2 separate regions of the Oryctolagus cuniculus genome follow, and region 2 is linked to region 1. Evidence: chromatin contacts called from public Hi-C data. All regions are on one chromosome and are shown on one strand. The core of a region is the stretch at or near the end of the contact, and the rest is flanking DNA. Distances in the headings are between cores, read along the strand shown.

Evidence for each region. A called contact is a pair of places that touch in the nucleus more often than the background predicts.
Region 2: a contact with region 1 is called in a Hi-C map of psoas muscle, with 4 times the contacts expected there. The contact joins the promoter of CSTF3 here to the enhancer-like site in region 1. A contact is called at or near these places in 5 of 6 Hi-C or Micro-C datasets (ear pinna, embryonic fibroblasts, psoas muscle and 2 more).

What each region holds. Positions count from the first base shown.
Region 1 is chr1:32,643,450-32,649,222 of mOryCun1.1, forward strand. The region is part of intron 3 of HIPK3 (homeodomain interacting protein kinase 3); the gene reads right to left. It also overlaps a transcript of CD59 not described here. Among named protein-coding and RNA genes, the nearest start is that of KIAA1549L, 46 kb to the left of the region's middle. Within about 2 kb of position 3,297, at least 1 of the 8 cell types and tissues checked has an H3K27ac peak or open chromatin away from gene starts, as enhancers often do.
Region 2 is chr1:32,779,358-32,785,130 of mOryCun1.1, forward strand. CSTF3 (cleavage stimulation factor subunit 3) reads left to right here and starts at 3,557. Exons shown (of 19, transcript XM_070071771.1): 1 at 3,557-3,783. The coding sequence starts at 3,757. It also overlaps a transcript of CD59 not described here.

The DNA of each region.
Region 1 (5,773 bases), core at 2,047-4,546:
AAAAGCACATAACTCACTATAACAGATAAATATTTAAGCATATAATTTCTGATTAAGCTAAAAGTGCCACTGTCATAAAGAAAACAACCTGCTGGAAGAGCACAAAGAATAGAGCAATTGATATGCCTGAGGTATTCTAATGGCACTGCGAAAACAAAACACAACACAGCCAAAAAAAAAAAAAAAAAAAGTGGCAAGGAAAGCTCTAAGTTGATTTTGGCCTTGAGCTTATTACTGGTCATAATGCCTGCCCAGTCTTTTGAAGATGCTCCATCTATAGCTCCCAATTCATGAATTGACTGCCTCCTTGTCTCCAGTGAATGAAGAGCAGGAACCTAATTCTTAAGCTACTTATTCATGGGCTTGTGAATACAACTAGAAAGAAGCTAAGCAAATCAGATTTACCATTTAGAAATGTGAATGAACAAATACCAATTACTGTTGGGGGATGAGCAGAAAGGTTAATAGATAGAGCTGGATTTTGAAGGCCATGGAACCTAACCAAGGATATAAGTAGGCAGAAACTCTGGGTAGGAAATCAACATCAAAAGAGATAATAGCATTTGTCACACAACTGAGGCACAGCAATGGTCAAGCACCAACCACCAAGTTCAAATAATACCTATCAGTTCCTCTTGTGCTGCCTGATTCTAAAAGCAATTTTCAGCTTCGCAAAACCCAGTTGTGTTATAGCTCCATTCTTGGGTGTCTGTGATAATCCACATGTACAAATAATACGTTTGTCAGACAAGTACCTCTCCTTCATCTCTCCCCAAATCGAAAATCCCAACAATTTTACCTCACTGGCATCTTTCATAACCACCTCCCCTACCTTCTCCATTCCTACTTCAGGCCTTCAATTCTGAGCCAGCCTGAGTAGGCTTTTTTGCAATCCAAATACCCTAAAAAAGGTAGAAATCTTGAAAGATGGTCCTGGCAACAGAGCTGAAATGGTGCCCTTCATTTTTCTTACATAATATAAGGCTCGAAATATAAGTTTAGAAGTTTGGGGGCTAGCATTGTGGGATAAAAGATTAAGCCTCCACCTGTTACACCAGCATCCCTTCTGGGCACCCATTAGAGTACCGGCTGCTCCTCTTCCAATCCGGCTCCCTGCTGATACACCTGGGAAAGTGGCGGAAGACAGCTCAAATCCTTGGGCCCCTGCACCCACGTGTGAGACTCAGAAAAAGCTCCAGGCTCCTGACTTGGGCCTGACCCAGCCCGGCCACTCGAGCCACTTAGGGAATGAACCAGCAGATGGAAGACCTCTGTCTCTCCTTCTCCCTCTCTCTAACTTCACTTTTCAAATAAACAAAAAACATGAAATGATAATTTTCAACATTGTGTCTAGTTGTAGAAACTAAAATTCAAAAAGAAATTGCCTTGGAAAAGAGTTAAGAAATGATAAAAGTAATTAAAGGGCTAGAATAGTAACCCAATAAACTGATAAACTGAACATATTTCCTGGGTCCTCAAATCTGTCTTTTAAGTGTATAATACTTATAGTGCTATAATTAAGAACTCTTTTTCAACTCTTTTGTAAGCAGAAAAACAAATGTTGTACTAGAAGATCAAATACAGATTTGACATCAACAAAAATAAAGCTACAATATATTTCAGAAGCCTTTATTTTAGTAATGCTTCATGTGAATATGAAATGCACATATTCTGCAGTTTGGGGTGTAATGTGCTATGACTATGTCATTAGGTCAACTTAATCAATCATGTATTCAAATCTATAGTCCTAATGACTTTTTTTTTCTATTCTATTGATTATGAAGAGAAATAATGCTAAAATCTCTGATTGTGACAATCTATTTTTCCTTTTGGTTCTGTTAATTTTAGATTTAAATCATTTTCAAGCTATTACAACAGGAACAAATGACAGAATTGTTTGTTCATGTTGAATTGAATTTTCCAAACTGGATGATTTTCTCTTCTTTATAAATAATATTGACAGGGGCCACCATTGTGGAGTAGCAGATGAAGCCGATTCCTGCAATACCAGCATCCCATATGGGCACCAGTTCAAGACCAGCTGTTTCACTTACATCACAGCTCTCTACTAATGCGCCTGGGAAAGCAGCAGAAGATGGCCCAAGAATTTGGGCACCTGCACCCACATGGGGAACCCAAAAGAAGCTCCTAGCTCTTGGTTTCTGACTAGCCCAGCCCTGGCCATTGCAGCCATTTGCTAAGTGAACCAGCAGATGGAAGATCTCTCTCCCTATATCTCTCCCTCTCTTTCTAACTCTGCTTTCCAAATAAATAAAGAGACAACAGTCACGGTTCATATAATTGGATCCCTGGTATCAACATGGAAGACGAGGATTCAGCTTGCAATTCTCCGAGCTTTGGACTGGCAAAGGCTCAGTCATCACAGGAATTTGGGAAGTGAACGAGAGAATAGAGATCATTCTATGTACTTCTATTCACCACCCTAACTCAAATAAATAATTTTTAAAAAATATTTATTTATTGAAAGGCAGAGTTACACAGAGGCAAAGGGAGAGAGAAGGGTCTTCCATCTGCTGGTTCACTCCCCAGATGGCCACAATGGCCAGAGCTGCAGCGATCCGAAGCCAGGAGCCAGAAGCTTCTTCTAGGTCTCCCACCCTGATGCAGGGGCCCAAGGACTTGGGACATCTTCCATTGCCTTCCCAGGCCATAGCAGAGAGCTGTCATAAGTGGAGCAGCCAGAACTTGAATCAGCGGCCATATGGGATGCCGGCACTGCAGGCGGTGGCTTTACTTGCTATGCCACCGCACCAGCCCCCCACCCTAGATTTTAATCACCTAATTTAGAATGTGAGGGGACTGCCTGTCTGTTTTCTGTCGCTATCCCAGTGATAACTGATAAACCACGACATTGCAGTTAAGGTGTAGGGACTTCTTTCTCATTTTTTTTCCTTACAGTGTAACTCTGATTTCAAGTAAATAAATAAATCTTTACAAGACTGTTAAATCTGGATAATACTTGTCCTATTTTTTTTTTTAAACTCAGGGCTTTGTCTTTAAAATTACCATTATGACTCGGATGAGTCAGTTCATTTTTCTGGACCTCAGATGTCTCATAAAATGAGAGGGAAGCAATAACTAGATCATCTCTGGGGTCCTTTTCAGTACTAACCGAAGTTGTTCAAGACTAGAATGGAAAAGTTCAAATCAGAATACCACTAGCGTAGTCACTGGAAACTGCCACTAGAGGGCGCCCTGTGTGCAGGGTGCCGCGCATGCCAAACATTGCCATCCACAGAGCCAAAGGTGTATTTCTAGCATCTGACTGGCGCCTCAGCACTGGAGGACTGCCGGCGTCTCTGATTAGATCACCGACCCTTTGGGAGCTGCCAGCATCTGCGCAGTTAAGTAAATTGGCTTAAAAAAAAAAAAAAAAGAGGGAAACCAGCAAGTATGAAAAATTTTTCAGAAACTGTCTTTTTAAGGGTATCCTGCACACGGAGGAGGGAAGGCAGAGAAGACAGAACATGTAACCTGAAAGGGAAGTTTCATGGGGAGAAATTCATTGGAAGTCAATGATAGGGGCCTGTGCTGTGGCTTAGCAGGTAAAGTCACTGCCTGCAGTGCTGGCATCCCATATGGCGACTGGTTCAAGTCCCAGCTTGCTCCACTTTCAATCCAGCTCTCTGCTATGGTCTGGGAGAGCAGTAGAAGATGGCCCAAGTCTTTGGGCCCCTGCACCCGTGTGGGAGACCTGAAGAAGCTCCTGGCTCCTGGCTTCGGATGGGTGCAGCTCAGACCGTTGTAGCCAACTGGGGATTGAACCAGCAGATGGAGGGGACCTCTCTCTCTCTCTCCCTCTCCTTCTCTCTCTGTGTAACTTTTTTTTAAAGATTTATTTATTCATTTGAAAGTCAGAGTTACATAGCAGAGAGCTTGATTGGAAGCAGAACAAGCCTCGACTCGAACCGGTGTTCATATGGGATGCTGGAGCTTCAGGCCAGGGCGTTAACCCACTGTGCCACAGTGCTGACCCTCTGTGTTAACTCTTTCAAATAAACAAATAAATATTTTTTAAAAAGTCAATGATAACATCTAATTTGATAATTAATAATAAATGGCTTTTAGAGATATCGCAGGAACATTTATTCAAATTAATTACCTCTCATATTCCTTTTATTTATTTTTTTGAAGATTTACTTATGTATTTATTTATTTACTTGAAAGGCAGAGTTATAGAGTGAAGGAGAGACAAAAAAGAGAAAGCTCCTTCTTTTAAAAGCTGGTCACCTCCAAAATGGCTGCCACAATCAGGGCTAAGCCAGGCCTAAAAAGCTTCATCCAGGTCTCCTACATGGGTGCAGAGGCCCAAGTACTTGGGTCATCTTCAGCTGCCATCCCAAGCAAATTAGCATGGATCTGAATCAGAAATGGAACATCCAGGATCTGAGTCAGAAATGGAACATCAAGGAACATATGGGATGCCAGCATCACAGGTAGCAGCTTTACCTGCTACACCACAATGTTAGCCCCTCTCCTTTGGATTTAGGAACTTGAGCCCTGTAGGCTTGGCCCCTGCCTGCAATGCCAGCATCCCATATAGGCGCTGGCTCATGTCCCGGCTGCTGCTTTTCCAATCCAGCTCTCTGCCTATGGCCTGGGAAGGCAGTGGAAGAAGGTCAAGTGCTTGGCCTCTGTACCTATACAGGAGACCCAGAGGAAGCTCCAGGCTCCTGGCTTTAGATCAGCTCTGGTCATTGCAGCCATCTGGGAAGTGAACCAACAGATGGGAAGACCTTTCTCTCTGTCTGCTCTTTCTCTGTGGCTCTACCTCCCAGACAAACAAAAATCTTTAAAAAAAGAAAAGAAACCTAATCCCTGAAAATCAGAATTAAGGCAAAATATGATTATGTTTCCTTTAAAATGTTATATTTCCTATTACAGTTAATAGTAATAATTAAGTTAATATTAAGTTAATATTACTAAATAAAAATATTTATCCCCAGTAAGCCAATTATAGAAAGAAAATATTAATATAACCAATTTGTTGATGTTGACTAACATTCTCTATTAAAATATGACAATATATTTCCTTAATAGAGGAGATGCTAAAGGCGCAGTGGGTTAAGCTACCACCTGTGACATTGGTTTTGAATACCAGCTACTCTGTTCTGTTCCAGCTCCCTGCTAATGTGACTGGGAAAGCAGTGGAAGATGGCCCAAGTTCTTGGGCCCCTGACACCCATGTGGGAGACCCAGGTGGAGTTCAGGGCTCCTGGCTTCCACCATTGTGGCCATTTAGGGAGTGAACCAGTGGATGATAGCTATCTCTCTCCTTCCCTCTCCCCACCCCTGCACCCATAACTCTCTTTTAAACAAATACATCTTTAAAAGAATAATGAACAAGATGACAATTTCTCCAAAAATGTTGGCACAAAAAATCAAGACCCTAACAACACTCTATTAGCTTAAAGAGGCTAATGAACATACCTGAAAACTTGAGAAAAAATGTGTTTCATGAGGTAATTTATTGAATTCTATTAAGAATTGTGAAATAGTGTTAAACTATACTTTCAGCACCATTCAAAACCGGATGAGAAAACTGAAGAGGGTTCAAATGTCTGGGGAATGAGTGCTTAACACCAACAATAGTTCTTGGTTTAAGATTAAAAATTATAACGCCTTGTAGGATTTTTTGACTCCTTGGGAATAGCTGACATTTCGTACATATTAACAAAGCATTATGAACGAAATGAACACAATCCAGCCCTTTATATTTCTATAGTGCAAAAATGTCATGTAAAAATCTCTT
Region 2 (5,773 bases), core at 2,307-4,806, 140 kb after region 1:
GCAGCTCCAGCCATTGTGGCCATCTGGAGAGTAAACCAGCGGATGGAAGACCTCTCTCTCTGTCTCTACCTCTCTCTGTAACTCTGACTTAAAAATAAATAAAATAAATCTTTAAAAATTCAATCATGTCGTTAACAGCCTTTTGCTTTATGGGGGATGCTGAATTGATTTTGTTCAGATTTCACACATAGGACCAAAACTAGCTTTCATAGCCAGGACACACATAGCTAATTGCCTAGGATGATGGAGCTTATGGAAATTACATTTTTAGAGTGACTAATTATAAGTAATTGGTTATGCGACTTAACAATTGCCATTTACTTTTCTAATAAAATTTTCATATATATTATTAGTTCCTTACCATATGGTAAATATACTTGGACAATACGATTCTGATTACTATTTCCATTTGATTTGTGATGGGGAAGCAATGTTCTTATCAAGTTTGTTTAACCATTAGGCAGAAAGTGTATTTGTCTGCCACCTGGGGGATTCCTGGAAACATTGCAAGTGGCAAAATTCATGGTAACAAAAATATTGCAGTAAATGTATTAAGGTATGATATTTGTTTTATAAGTGACATTGGCTCGCTCTCTCTCTCTCTCTCTCTCTCACACACACACACACACACACACACACACACACACACATAATTGTGGCCAGTGAAGTAATGGCAAAACTGAGGAATAAACGTATCAGGTTATTCATACATTTCTGCTATAATGCAATATATTCTTTGCTAAAATAACATTACCTTGTGCAAAACTGCTTGCTTGAAAATACAAGGTCACTGGGGCTGGCGCTGTGGCATAGTGGGTAAAGCCACCACCTGCAGTGCCGGCATCCCATATAGGCGCCGGTTCGAATCCCGGGTGCTCCATTTCCAATACAGCTCCCTACTAATGGCCTGGGAAAGCAGTGGAAGATGGCCCAAGTGCTTGGGCCCCTGTACTCACATGGGAGACCCAGAAGAAGCTCCTGGTTCCTACTTTTGGATCAGCATAGCTCCAGCCATTGCAGCCAACTGGGGAGTGAATCAGCTGATGGAAGTCTTCTCTCTCTCTCTGCCTCTCCTCTCTCTGTGTAACTCTTTCAAATAAATAAATATGTCTTAAAAAAAAAAAAGAAAGAAAATACAAGGACATATTTTTAAAAAGTAGGGTCAAGGACAGCTCATGAAAAACTTTGACACTGGCTCCCAGCTTTGCTCTAGCCCAGTCCAGCTCAAGGTGTTATAGGGATATGGGGAGTGGACCAACAGATGGGATCCTCTTTTTATTTCTCTCTCTCAAATTAACAAAGCAAAATTTTAAAAATTTTTCACCAAAATAAGTTTTTCCTTTAATTCCATTTTCCATGGACTCCTTGAAGTTCCCTTGTTACAGGGATGATGAAGGCCATCACAATTCTTGTCTCACAGAGAATATCCATGCAGACAGGGACAGTGAGCAAAGCAAGATTTATTGAAACAGACAAAACCCTTCAGTGGGTTGGCACTACAATCCTGTCTAGACTGCTCCTTAGAAAACAGAAAACCTATCAGAAGGGTGGGATTGGCAATTTTGTTTTACTATTCTCATGATAAAACTAGAAACTCATCAGATGGGTGGGATCAGTACTTTTGTCTTGCCAAAGGCAAGAGAAGTAAGCATTTTGTCACCTCTAGAGACACTAAGCCCCACCCTCACCTCCAACTCCCCCCCACCTTTTAAGGCAGAGTTAGAGAGGGAAAGACACAGAGGGAGATCTTCTATTCTCTGGTTCACTCTCCACATGGCTGCAACAGCAGGAGCTGGGCCAGTCCAAAGCTAAGAGCAAGGAGTTTCCAGGTGTTCCACATAGGGGCAGAGGCCCAAGCTCTTGGGTCATCCTCTGCTGCTTTCCCAGGCACATTAGCAGGCCAGAACTCGAACTGGTGTCCATGTGGGATGCTGGCACCACATGTGGTAGCTTCACCAGCTATCCCACAGCACAGGCCCCAGTCTGCCTACTAGCCCATCTAATTCCTCACACCCTCACATTTAAACATAAAATTACATCTAAAACAAGCACATATTACCAGAGGGGCCAGGCTGTGGTACGGCAGGTTAAGCGGCTGCCTGCAATGCCAGCATCTCATATCAGGGCACTGGTTCAAATCCTGGCTGGTCCACTTCTGACCCAGCTCCCTGCTAATGCTCTTGGGAAAGCAGCAGCAGGTGACCCAAGTGTTCAGGTTCCTGCACCCACGTGGGAGACCCAAGTGGAGTTCTTGGCTCCTGGCTTCAGCCTGGCCCCGTCCCAACTGTCATAACCATTTGGATGAATGATCTCTTTCTGTCACTCTGCCTTTCAGCAGAGAGGTTGCCAGAATAGCAAAGAGGTTGTCTTCTTAAAGAATAGCAAATAGTGAGCAGATGTCCCACATGGGTGGGGACCTGCTTCATTAGCAAGGAGCTGGATTGTTAGTGGAGTAGCCGGGACAGGAACAGGCACTCCTATGTGATGCCAACTTCACAGGGAACAGCTTACCTGCTGAGCCTCAGCCCTGGCCCCGAATTATATTTAAAGGCAGAAGAATACTCAAGGTTTTTCTGGGAAGGTGGAGATTTCTGGGACTCTAGCTACCGTTCCTTTTTGCTGCTTATATGGTCTGATGTTTCCCCCCAAGGCAGCTGGTAGGTGTGTCATTTAGCATGCCAGTGTATTATATGCACATAAGGAGTTGTAGATCAGTCTAGGTTAGCTTTGGCTCCCTAAACTGGTATGAGCCTGGTTCAAATCCTGTAGGTAGATGGTTCAACTGCTTCTTCTCCCTGTCTCTGCAGCAGTCTGGGGTATAGAACACAATAGGCAGCCAAGGGTAGAAAAACACGATGATCCTTAATGGAAAAGGAGGAGTTTAAGAGAACCTAGATTTCATTTGATCGTGAACTATGCCAAGTACTGTTTCAAACTTTTTTTTAATTGTATCAATTTATTTTAATTGCAGGTGCTATTGTTAGTTCCATCTTTAGGCAAGGAAACAGGCACTGAGAAATTAAATTGCCCAAATTCCTCTCATGGAAATGTACCCACGCAATCAGGATCCAGCCTGTAGCCTCACTATGCAGACAACGGCCCACGGTGAGACGGTGAGAGAGAAACTCCGGCCTCAGAAACAGAAAGCTTTCTATACAATAGTAAATAGCGAAAATCATTACTGGCTTGGTCCGTTCCTCCCAGCGCAGGAGGTGAGACCCGAAAAAGACGTCGGCGGAGTCTTTATCCTCGAAACATGGGGGGCATTTATCACTTGGCGTTGTTCCCTAAGATGCTTGGTTTTCCGGAACTGAGTGACTGGCAGAGTTCAATGGAGGAAGCGAGCTTGGCTATTAAATTCCAACAACCGCTCCAGCTTCCAAGAGTTTCCCGCCTCCCAGCCGGTTTCAACCAGTTCAGCAACAGTTTTTCCCACCCCACCGCCCTGACGTCAGCGCAGGCAGTGGGCCCGCCCCTGGGATCTCTCTGCCCCTGCGCGCCCAGAATAACCGGCGCGTTGCCATGTTAGCCCCACCCTCTGCCCCGGAAGTTAATGCGGAAGCCACACCCCCTCCTCGGCCGGCTGGGGTGCAGCCATTTTAATTCATATCTGAGTGGGCGGTGGCGATTCCTGTTGGCGGTCTGGCTCTTCGGGGCAGGGGGTAACTTTACTGGTTTGGGGGTGGTTTTTAGTTTAATTTTTTCTTTGTAGCTTCCAGTCGCCGGCCGGTTCTCACGTTCTAATCAGCTGAGGCCATGTCTGGAGACGCAGCCACGGAGCAGGTGAGGAAGGAGAGTGGTGGGGCCTCGTGGCGACCTCTTCTCTCCACGTCTCTGTTCTTCCGAGTACTCCAGCTCTGCTCGCCTGAGGGAGGAAAGCGGGGTGGGGGGTCTCGTGACCCGGGGTACGGGGTACTGGAGAAAAGTGGGAATGGGGAGCAAGATCTGAGATTTAAAATATTTTTGATTCTGTCTTAAAGCGTTCAATACGAACATTTAATTTAGACAATAGCCGTGACAGTGCTTCGTCCTACTTAGATTTATGGGGACACTCCAGCTGGGGTGCCTTCCTTTGATAGCATTCTTTACTCGGTTGGTTAGGAACTGATTATTCTAACGTGTTCTTGTCGTCGTTTTCGAAAAACTTGGCGTTCCTTCCGCCCCACCCCCACACTGTATCCAGATAGGGAGGTTACTAGTTTGAGAAGTAATTTGAGATGAAATTAATCTGGAGAAATAGACTCTTTCGAGAGCGAATGAAGAAGCTTAGAAATACAGCATGGTTATGCTGAGGTTTGGGGAATTTTGTGGCTTTCGCTTCATTCCTTGTCTCCCTTCTAACCACATTTCATTTTCGTTTTTCCGTATACACGTAGATTGCAGAATAAGTGGAAAATAAGACGTCTGTTTTTGTTAGGGTTAACGAAAGTGTCTGTTTTAATAGTACATATGAGTGGCATTTAAATGTTACAATTCAGGCTTTTAGACGAAGCGATGTTTCTTTTGCTCCTACTATTCTGAATTTTGTAGGATAGTATATACCTTTTTGGTGCGAAAAACATTTTATGGAAGAAGTCATTAAATTTGATTTTCGATGTAAGTCCTCGTATGTTTAGATAAATACACTTTAAAAAATGGAGGCTAGCTCGCCTGCAGTCTCGATTTCCTGAAATTTCCTATTGCCATAGCAACAATACACTTAGATTTTTGTTTTTCAAGTCATAACGTGGAGGCTGTTACTAGAGGTTAACAGAGATGAGGCAGAATAGGAGCATTCCTAGCAAATAATTTGTGTGTGACTGTAAGTTTCATTATGTAGCAAAATTTGGCTTAGTTTTGTGTTAGCTTGAGGACTGATCTCAGTTATGAAATCTCATACTGTTTGCATTTTACAAGAATGCAAAGACTTATATCAAAACTGTTTTTGTACTCAACCTTTTTTTGGACTAGATTTTGTCATCTCAAAGTGAAGGAGCAATAGTATCCTTGGGTTCATTGAAAGTGTATAAATTCATTAATTTTTAAATTTATCTAAAATTGTAAAGCTAGAGGTGTTGCCATGATCTTGAACATTTTAGAACTGTAGTGTTTTATTATTTTTTAAAGGTTTATTTATTTATTTGAAAGAGTGACGCAGAGAGAGAGAGAGAGAGGTCTTCATCCATCCGATGGTTCATTCCCCAGATGGCCACAAAACCAGGGCCAGGTCAGGTAGAAGCCAGGAGCATCAACCAAGTCTCCTACATGGGTGGCAGGGGCCCAAACACTTGGGCCATCATCCAGTGCTTTCCCAGGCCATTAGCAGGGAGCTGGATCAGAATGGAGCAACCTGGACTTGGACTGGGACCTATATGGGATGCCAACATAGCAGGCTGTGGTTTTATCCACTACACCATAGTGTTGGCCCTGCGTTAATTTTCTCTCTATTCAGATTTATTCAAAATAAGTTGATAGATCATATTTCAGTCACAAGTATTCCTAAATGTAGTCCATATTCAAATTTCTCCAGTTGTCCCAGAATGTGATTATAGAGGTTTTTTTTTTTTTTTCCCTAAAGACGTATTTATTTAAAAGGCAGAGTGACAGAGAGGGAGAGACAGAGAGAGGTCTTCCATCTGCTGGTTCACTCCCTAAATGACCACAATGGCCAGGGCTGGGCCAGGCTGAAACCAGGAGCTAGAAGTTTCTTCTAGGTCTCTCACATGGGTGCAGGGGCCCAAGGACTTGTGCCATCTTTCATTACTTTCCCAGGTGCATTAGCAGGGAGTTGGAT